Linked DNA regions of Sus scrofa: region 1 is linked to region 2. A link is a contact called in public Hi-C data. All regions are on one chromosome and are shown on one strand. The core of a region is the stretch at or near the end of the contact, and the rest is flanking DNA. Distances in the headings are between cores, read along the strand shown. Region 1 overlaps LOC110261793 (a long non-coding RNA gene). Region 2 overlaps DENND4A (C-myc promoter-binding protein).

Evidence for each region. Hi-C and Micro-C count contacts between places; a contact is called where the count stands out from the background.
Region 1: a Hi-C map of liver shows a contact between it and region 2, with 2.9 times the contacts expected there. The contact joins two enhancer-like sites. A contact is called at or near these places in 1 of 5 promoter capture datasets (liver), 5 of 47 Hi-C or Micro-C datasets (blood, liver and retroperitoneal adipose tissue) and 1 of 2 datasets of contacts at active chromatin or transcription factors (alveolar macrophages).

What each region holds. Positions count from the first base shown.
Region 1 is chr1:163,801,520-163,806,462 of Sscrofa11.1, forward strand. The region is part of intron 1 of LOC110261793 (a long non-coding RNA gene); the gene reads left to right. Among named protein-coding and RNA genes, the nearest start is that of DENND4A, 14 kb to the left of the region's middle. Within about 2 kb of position 3,177, at least 11 of the 83 cell types and tissues checked have an H3K27ac peak or open chromatin away from gene starts, as enhancers often do. A contact at or near this core is called in liver, where this site is marked.
Region 2 is chr1:163,722,662-163,727,368 of Sscrofa11.1, forward strand. It overlaps DENND4A (C-myc promoter-binding protein), which reads right to left. Exons shown (of 34, transcript XM_021100187.1): 9 at 2,959-3,025; 10 at 711-769. Among named protein-coding and RNA genes, the nearest start is that of DENND4A, 65 kb to the right of the region's middle. Within about 2 kb of position 3,145, at least 1 of the 83 cell types and tissues checked has an H3K27ac peak or open chromatin away from gene starts, as enhancers often do. A contact at or near this core is called in liver, where this site is marked.

The sequences.
Region 1 (4,943 bases), core at 1,927-4,426, 79 kb after region 2:
CTCAGATCCTGTGTCGCTGTGGCTGTGGTGTAGACCGGCAGCTACAGCTCCGAAGTTCCTAACTTGAGAACCTCCATATGCCGTGGGTGCTGCCCTAAAAAGATAAAAAGACTAAAAAAAAAGTCATTTTAACTTTATGTTATTATCGGGAAGTAGCAAAAGGACAGCTAACAAGGTCACTTCCTCTCACACAAGAAATTTGGTCAAAATTAATGGCTCATGGAGTCCAGATATTCCAGTTATTACTGTTCAGCTGGTTTACTATACATTTTTTAACACTATTTTCATTCTACTAAGTTGCATGTAATAAGTATGGTACTGGTATCTCTTAGGAGTTCATCAATATGTCTGTTGCTCTGTGAAGCCAAAAAAGGGTATTTAAAAAAAACAAAACAATAGTTTCTGTTGTGGCTCAACAGGTTAAGAATCTGACTAGTATCCATGAGGATGCAGGTTTGATCCCTGGCCTCACTCAGTGGGTTAAAGGGTCTGACGTTGTGGTGACTGTGGTGTAGGCCAGCTGCTACAGCTCCCATTCGACTCCTATTCTGGGAACTTCCACATGCCACACATGTGGCCCTAAAAAGACAAAAATCAAAACGGGTATTTAGTTGACTCTCTAAGTAAGGTCATTGTAGTTTAATAGTAACTTCACATTGGCTTCACATTAGTGGTGATGGGTTTAAAGGATAGAGGTTGAGAAAGGACAGTAGAAATATTATTATCGTTACATTCCTGAGTCTTCACGACATCAACTTTTGTATCATATAGGGCACCCAGAGTTTAAATGAAACTGGCCAACTTGCATTAGAAGGAGGAACACAGCAGAGGTTAGTGTTATTACCCAAAAATGTATGTAACAGATCTAAGGAAGAAACTAAAAAAAGCAAGCAGAATATAAGTGTGGTCAGTAATGAAACTATAAATTAGGGTAAGAAATGGTTGTGGCTTTGGGAGAGTCTCTGTTAGATTGTTTACTTGACCCTTCATTTTACTTACTTAGGTTTGGTTTTCTTTTTCTACAGAACATGTGCAAAGTATAACACTCTGTCCATGTAGATTTAATATGATCTCCAAAATCTAATGTAGAAGCTTTATAATACTTCAACTAAAGGATATATTTAAGGAAAAGCAAAATTTTAGAATATTAGTAAGTCCATATGTAAAAGCAGTCTATGTAAAACACATCTTCAGACCTAGATACGAGAACACTGTGAGTTTACTAATAAGGAACTACAGTAACGCAAGATAGACTCTAAATGATACGTAAGGGTTTCCAAAGCAACAAGGAAGTTGAAACAAGCACATTTAGGGGTTAGAGTCTTTTAGAAATAGTTGCAGATTCGAGTTTGGGGAAGAATTGTTAATGTCCACATCGGTCCTCAGAGCTAAGAATTTCAGAGAATTTGAATAACTGGACCAGAAGCTGATTTGGATAAATAAGAAAATCACCTAGACTGGACACATTTATGCTGCTAACCAAAGTGGGTCAGAAAATATCTTCAAAAATAATTTGTTCTTGTCACTCTTACTGCTGTGAATTGTGAGAAAAAGATTTATGGCCTGAGTAAGTGCACTGTCTATGGAATGAGGTTTGTTTCAGATATTAAAGCAAGTGCAGAATGAGATCTATCCACTGGATCTGGAACTGGAAGAAGGACACTTTTTGTTTTTATTTTATTTGTTCTTGTTGTTGTTTTGTTATTTAAGAAAGATACTTTTGATATATGTTTATTTTTGAAAAAAGCTGTTCCTTTGGATGATGATGATTAGCTTATTGTTCCAGGGAAACTTCAAATCCACGGCCTAAGAAACCTCACTTAGTGTTTTTCTTTTTTGGCCTAGTTAAATTTCTTGGAATAGAAATGCTAATTTTTCCAAGAACTGTGCAGAAATTTTTATAAGGTCCTTTGAAAACTAACTTTAGCATAATCTATAAAAACAACGCTACATTGTATACTTGAAACTAATATACTATTGTAACTCACCTATATCTCCATACCAAAAAGTCTTAATAAAAAAATCTGTAGGAGTTCCCACTGTGGTGCACTGAGATGGATGGTGTCTCTGCAGCAGCAGGAAGGAGGGTTTGATCCCCCTCCCTGCACAGTGGGTTAAGGATCTGCATAGCTATGGCTGTGGCATCAGATTGCAACTCAGCAATTCCCAACGGGATTCAGTCCCTGGCCTGGTAACTCCATATGCCCCAGGATGGCCAAAAAAGAAAAAAAAAAAAATCTGTAAATTGAGAGGAAACAGGGAAAAGAATTTTTGTGTAGGATGACTAGAGTAGAAGGCTTAGACATGAGGCAGCTGTGGAAGGACTGTTTGGTCTTATTCACAACTGAGAATCGATTAAGATATTACCAAATCCTAGTCTAGATTTGGGGATACTGGGGGAAGAGGGAGGAATCCCTGACCTTTTATTTTCAGTTAACCAACTCTCATCCAGTCCAAGTACAGTCCCAACTACATCTTAATAATTTTCACCTTTTGAGTATTTTCTGATCAAGACTAATTATTTGAAGGTTGTCTCTGATCTTTCATCATTAATTTTGTGAATATATGTTGTCCCAATTCCTAATTACAGGATTTATACTGACCTCATATTTGGGTACAATAACTGTTAATTATCATCATTAAGAACATTCAGATGTCTATATACCATTTACAAAAGAAATTCTACAGACATATTTTCTTTTTTTCCATCAAACGAAAATAACCACAACACAAGATGGTTATTTTATATGATAAATTTATGGTCTTCCCTTTTTATCCCTAAACCCCATCTCAAACCTTGAAACCTCAGAAGGAATCACATAGGACTACATACCTTATGATGATCAAATGTTATTTGCATTGGTCTTCCTAATTCTCATTATTTGGACCATTAGCTGTCCTTAATCTAGTTTTGTGCTAAACTTTAGAGTTTCTGCTGAATCACCTTAATCTTTAGTGAAAACGGGGCTCATCCATGCTAGAGACCTAGAGAATTTAGAATTTTTTGTTTTAAAAATCAGTTACCTACTTTAAGACCTTCATGTGAAAAGTTATATGGTATATTCTTTCCTGCGATCTCTTCTTCTTCTTTTTTTTTCCTGTCCTCTTTAGTTTACAACAGACACAGCTATGTTACAATTGCAGAGCAAAGTTTTGCAACATAATGGCCTTGAAATAGAACACTGCCCAGTTGAAAACTTAGGCAATCATAATGGAATAAATGAAAACAGTAGCTGCTAGACTTCAAGTGTTGCTTCTTATAAGGAAAGCTATCAACTTTTTAGGAGCATGTTATTCTTTAAGTGACCCTGTACCTTGTCTATATCAGAGTTCTCAATTGCTGTAACATATAGTCATAGTGCTGCAACCAAGAAATAACGCTATATCTGCAAGTGCTGCTTTATTTAGCCAGTAAAATACAGCTTCTGAAAATAAATAATTGCTATTACTTGGTCACTACCAAAGTGTTTTTCGTTTCTCTTAAAAATAGTAAAAACACTGAGGGCACATAAGCCCTTTACAAATTTACTGTAAATGTCTACATACTTGAGCTTCATCAGGAGATGAATTACACAGCTGCAATACTACTCTGAAACCAATGCTTGTTTTTCAAAGATGTGTTAATCTCTGTTTTGAGGGGTTTGTTTTGTTTGTTTTTTGTTTTCTTCTTTTTTTTTTTTTTTTTTTTTGTAAGAGACCTCATTGCTCTGGTCACAGATGGCTTGCTTTTCAGTTTTCATTTTTTTCAGTTTTGATTCTGATATGAAGTTGAAATGATATAAGCAACGTATGGGACACTCTGATAGACTGAAAATTCTCCTTAGGCTGCACATGGCTCATGATAACTGTATAAAATGCTGTCTTTAGGACGGCTGATCTGTCTCAAAACATTTTGTAAACATGGTGTTTCTACCCAAAGCCAGCCTAGTGGGAGTAATTCTTCCATATTTTTTTTTTCCGTTTCTACTATATAGGATCCTTTTTAAGCAGAAGCTTCAAGAAAGTTAAAAAAATTTTTTTTTCATTAGGTGTGGGTAAATTGCCAGAGTTCTCATAAATGTCACGAGCGGATGAGAAACTGTTGTCACATGGTTTTCCTAAGCACGAAAAATTATGTTCAGCCACTCAGTGGTCACATATTTACCTAATGGCTTTAATTGTGTGACTGGGAGCACACAATATATGATAATTAGGTGACACTAAAGTCTCAGAAAAAGCATGAGTCCAGTCCAGTTTCCTTTGGTTTCCCCCCCTTTTTCTATAGAAGTTTCTTAGATTCTTAACTGGTTGGAATAACGTACTTTAGGTGACCTTGGAGTTGCTTGAATTATTCTATAAATTAAGATCTTTATTAAGTAGTTTAATGGAAACTCCTCCACTGGATAAGCTGAACTTCCTCATCCAGCACTTGAACCTGTGAGGCATTGCATGAAACTGTCTTCTCTTAATCTATTTTGTTTTCTTGTTGATTAGTGAAAAATCATTGCTCACCTGTGTAACAGAGTGAAAAGGATGACCTAATTGTGATCTGAAAAATGAAGAATTTCTTCCATTTGTGGCAGTGTCTACATGGCACAACAAAAAGTGGAGATTTGGTGTGCAAAATAACTGGAAGTGGAGTTCCCATTGTGATGAAGTGGAAATGCATCTGACTAGTATCCATGAGGATGTGGGTTCGATCCCTGGCCTCACTCAGTGGGTCAGGGATCCAGCATTACCATGAGCTGTGGTGTAGGTCACTGGCATGGCTTGGATCCCGTGTTGCTGTGACTGTGGTATAGGCTGGCAGTTGTAGCTCCGATTCAACTCCTAGCCTGGAAACTTCCATATGCCATGGGTGCAGCCCTAAAAAGAAAAAGAAAAAGAAAAAACCCCACAAAAAACTGGAAGTTATTTTGAGAACTGGGGAAAACTAGTTTGGACAATGGTCTAAATTATTTCAT
Region 2 (4,707 bases), core at 1,895-4,394:
TTAGCAAAAACATATTTCATAATCTCTGAACTTTCAAGGTGATGAAATACGTTGTTCCATTCCATGGTTTAGTACTTATAAGTATCTTTTTATCTGGGGATTAAATTTAAAATTAACTGCATTTGAATGTTCTTCAAAGGATATTTAAAGCTAAAACAACTGTTTTCATAATCTATATAATATATACCTATTTTTGTAACTGTACATACTTGATCATAATAAATGGATACACAAAATACCAAGCACTTTTGTAAAAGTTTTTCTGTTTTCTAGAGTTCCCGTCGTGGCGCAGTGGTTAACGAATCCAACTAGGAACCATGAGGTTGTGGGTTTGATCCCTGGCCTTGCTCAGTGGGTTAAGGATCCGGCGTTGCCATGAGCTGTGGTGTAGGTTGCAGACACAGCTCAGATCCTGAGTTGCTGTGGCTGTGGCGTAGGCCGGTGGCTACAGCTCCGATTTGACCCCTAGCCTGGGAACCTCCATATGCCGTGGGAGTGGCCCTAGAAAAGACAAAAAGACAAAAAAAAAAAAAAAAAAAAACTTTAAGAACTTCAGACTAAATGTTAAGTAAAGGAAATTTAGATAAGAAACAATTAAATAATAAGTATGCTCATCAACATCTGCAATTTTATCTAGGAAAAGAGAAAATACTTGAATGTTACCTTATCTCACACTACATTTAGAGAAATACAAATAAAATTTTACTTGCCTTAGTGGAAGAGGTGAAGAAACAGGCTGACTGAGAATCAGACTATCATGTGGTGATAACTGAAAGGAGATTCAAAATAAAGTACTTGAAATATAAAGGTCAACTTTAAACCACCACCTTCCATTAAAAAAAATACATAGATGATGCCCATAAAGTTTCAATATTCCTATTCACCACAGTATAGGAACTGTCTACATTACTTACTAAGATACTGAAAAATACTAACTGATGACTGAACTCTTCTAACTCTTCCTACTCTGAATCCTATCTCTTAAGTTCCTCAACATTTCCCTGATGCCATTTTAATAAATATGTATTTAAAGACTAAATTATTCATTTAATACTATAAAACCAGGGTTAGCAAACTTATGGCCTCAGCGGCAAATCCAGAGGCCATTTGTTTTTATAAATAAAGTCTTATTAAAAACACAGTCATGCACTTTTGTTTATGAGTTATCTATAGCTGCTTTTGTGCAATGAAAGCAGAACTGAGTAGTTTCAAGCATGGCCTGTAAAGACTGTAATATTTACTGTTTGATTCTCAACAGAAAAAACTTGCCAACTTCTGCTATAAAACAAATCTTTTATGTGTATTTATACTGAGTGTGCTATATATATTCTGGCACTAAATACCTAGATGTTAAGAGAGGAATGAGATGTGCACATGCAGGATATTTATAAAATTTATCAAAAATATATTTTCTAGGCATTTTATCTGTATCAATGTAATAATATAATTATTTTAAACTACTTTTTAAATTCATGCATATTTACACAAATTTATAAATACCTATTTGCCAAATGATTTCTAATTTTGAATGATACTCTGTTAAGGGCTGTGATAAATACAATAAGGTACATACAGTGATAATACATGAAATGTTTTCACTATATAAATCACTTCAAAAATGATGATTAGGGGTTCCCGTCATAGTTCAGCAGTTAATGAACCCAACAAACATCCATGAGGACACGGGTTCAATCCCTGGCCTTGCATTGGGTTAAGGATCCAGCATTGCCCTGAGCTGTGGTATAGGTCACAGATGTGGCTTGGATCCTGTGCTGCTGTGGCTGTGGTGTAGGCTGGTGGCTACAGCCTCCACTTAGACCCCTAGCCTGGGAACCTCCATATGCCCATATGTCATGAGTGCAGCCCTAGAAAAAAGACCAAAAAAAAAAAAAAAAAAAAAAAAAAAAAAAAAAAAAGCACAAACAGAAAAGAAACATAAACAAGAGAGGAAACAGAAAGTCAACTGGGAAAAGAGATGGTGACAATAATTTATGTTCACTTTAAACTTTCACCTATTTGAACCATATGAGCAATCCATCCTACAATACATGAAAACACACAACATTTTCTTTTATCTATTCTAATATATTTAACTCAGAGAGTAAGTGCCAAGGGACAGACTTTCAAATACCTAGAACAAGTTTAGGGAAAGAAGTCTCTTTTTACGGGTTCAAAATGTCTACTGCTGTCTACCTCTTTCAGTCTGCAATGCTTGATTTAAGTTAAGGCAACCTTAGATGTCTGTCTGGGAAGAACTTAATAAAACCATAAGGGCCCAAACTCCAACATAAAATAGTATCTGGAGCTCTCTCTCTTTTTTTTGTCTTTTTAGGGCTGCATCCGCGACATACGGAGGTTCCCAGACTGGGGTCCAATTGGAGCTGAAGCTGCTGGCCTACACCACAGCCACAGCAATGCCAGATCCGAACTGCGTCTTCGACCTACACCACAGCTCATGGCAACGCTGGATCCTTAACTCATTGAGCAAGGTCAGGGATCAAACCTGTGTCTTCATGGATGCTAGTCAGATTTGTTTCCACTGCGCCACGACGGGAACTCCTATCTGGCTCTCTTTTATTTCATTTAATTATTTCCCCATATAAAATTGTTATTCTCATGTTATGTTTTGACAGAGTCAATTACCACTGAACAGAGCACTTATATAAAGAAAATCTTGCAGTTCTCATCGTGGCGCAGCAGAAATGAATCCGACTAGGAACTGTGAGGTTGTGGGTTCGATCTCTGGCCTTACTCAGTGGGTTAAGGATCCGGTGTTGCCATGAGCTGTGGTATCAGTCACAGATATGGCTCGGATCCTGTGTTGCTGTGGCTGTGGTGTAGGCTGGCAGCTAAGGCTCTGATTTTCCCTAGCCTGGGAACTTCCATATGCCACAGGTGCAGCCCTCAAAAGACAAAAGACAAAAGACAAAAAAAAAAAAAAAAAAAAAGAAATCTTACCTGAACTAAAATCCGTGGTCTCTGAGGAGATGGAAAAGGAACTTTATGCATAAAATGAGAAATATGCCTTAAAAACAAACAAACAAAAATCCAATTGATTCCAAAGTGAATACTATATGCTATAAAGGTCAACATGTCACCACAAGTCCAAGTTGAGTCAAAAGCTCTGTGTACCTATAATTTCGAAATCCCTGCTACAACAAAAACAAGTGAACAAACAACCACCAAAAATCATTTGTCCCATTAAAGTTGCTTCTAAGCCCAATAACTTTTCATATTAATACTTTCTCACATTCAACAATGTTTGTGTTATTAATGTCTCAAAGGCCATTTTAACTTTTACCTCTCCCTAAGAAGATAACAATGTATCAGAGAGGTGAACACTACCAAAGAAACTAATCCTTGCATTGCCATATACTTTTTGGTCAATAGCTCATATTTTAACAGTGAAACAACCATTGAGTACTTCAGAGAAATGAAAGAGTGTAACTGTTTCTAAAACATTAACAATATACTTTGTATTAATAATAGGTTAAAAAAATTCTATTACTGATTCTATGGCTTTTTTCCCAGAAGAAAACAGATAAAAAGCTAGATTTTTTTAAAAAAAAACACTATGGAAAAGGAAAAAAGCAACAACAGTGAAAAAAATCTTTTTTTAAAGGAATGAGTTATTTTATTTCTATATCACTTTTCAATTATTTCAAAAACACCTTAATTTCAGAATGGAGATAATTTCAACTGGATAGAAAACATCAGAAGAAAAAATTATTAATTTTACAAACATGTTTTGACTGTCTGCTATATATAAAACACTGACAGAAATGTAGGGAATTATTTTTTAAAAAAGGCATACACTGCCAGTTTCCACCATTAAAATAATTGCAATATCAGGAGGAAAAAAAAAGATAAGGGGAATAAGTTCCAGCGGACACACATCTGCTTGCATTATGTGAAGTAGTGAGACTAGCAGAAAACAAAGTGTGTTCCATGAATACCTAAAGATCCCCAAGACCCATTCAGGGAGGACCTGCAAGGTGAAAATTATTAATTAATTAGTTAATTAATTTTGCTTTTTAGGGCCGCACCTGCAGCACATGGAGGTTCTCAGGCTAGGGGTCTAATCGCAGCTAGAGCTGCTGGGCTACACCACAGCCACAGCAACGCCAGCTCTGAGCCGCATCTGCGACCTACACCACAACCCATGGCAATGCTGGATCCTTAACCCGCTGAGTGAGGCCAGGGATCAAACCCTCAGCCTCATGGTTCCTAGTTGGATTCGTTTCCACTGAGCCATGATGAGAACTCCAAAATTATTTTTTTTCAAAAGACATCTTTTACCTTTTTCACTGCGTTGATACTTGCAGTGATGCTGTAAAAACATTGTGGGTAAAACTGCTTCACCTTACTATGAATCAAGGCAGTGGCACTAAACTGTATTAATGGTTGCTGTCTTCAGTTTCATTTAAGAATGCCTTAGATGAAGCAGCAAATATTAGTAATTTTATTACATTTTGACCCAGAAGTGTACACTTTTAAAAGTACTCTGTGTGATGAAAGGGGAAGAATGTATAAAACACTTCTGCTACATACAGGAGTACAATGTTTGTCTTGCTGTGACTGAGTTGTGAGTGAATTCGCTTTTTTTTCCCCCCACAGAATGCCAATTTTCCTTGAAAGAACAACTGACAAGTTAAGGTTATCGAATGTTGGGTTTTCAGCTTATATTTTCTATATTAAAATGAACAA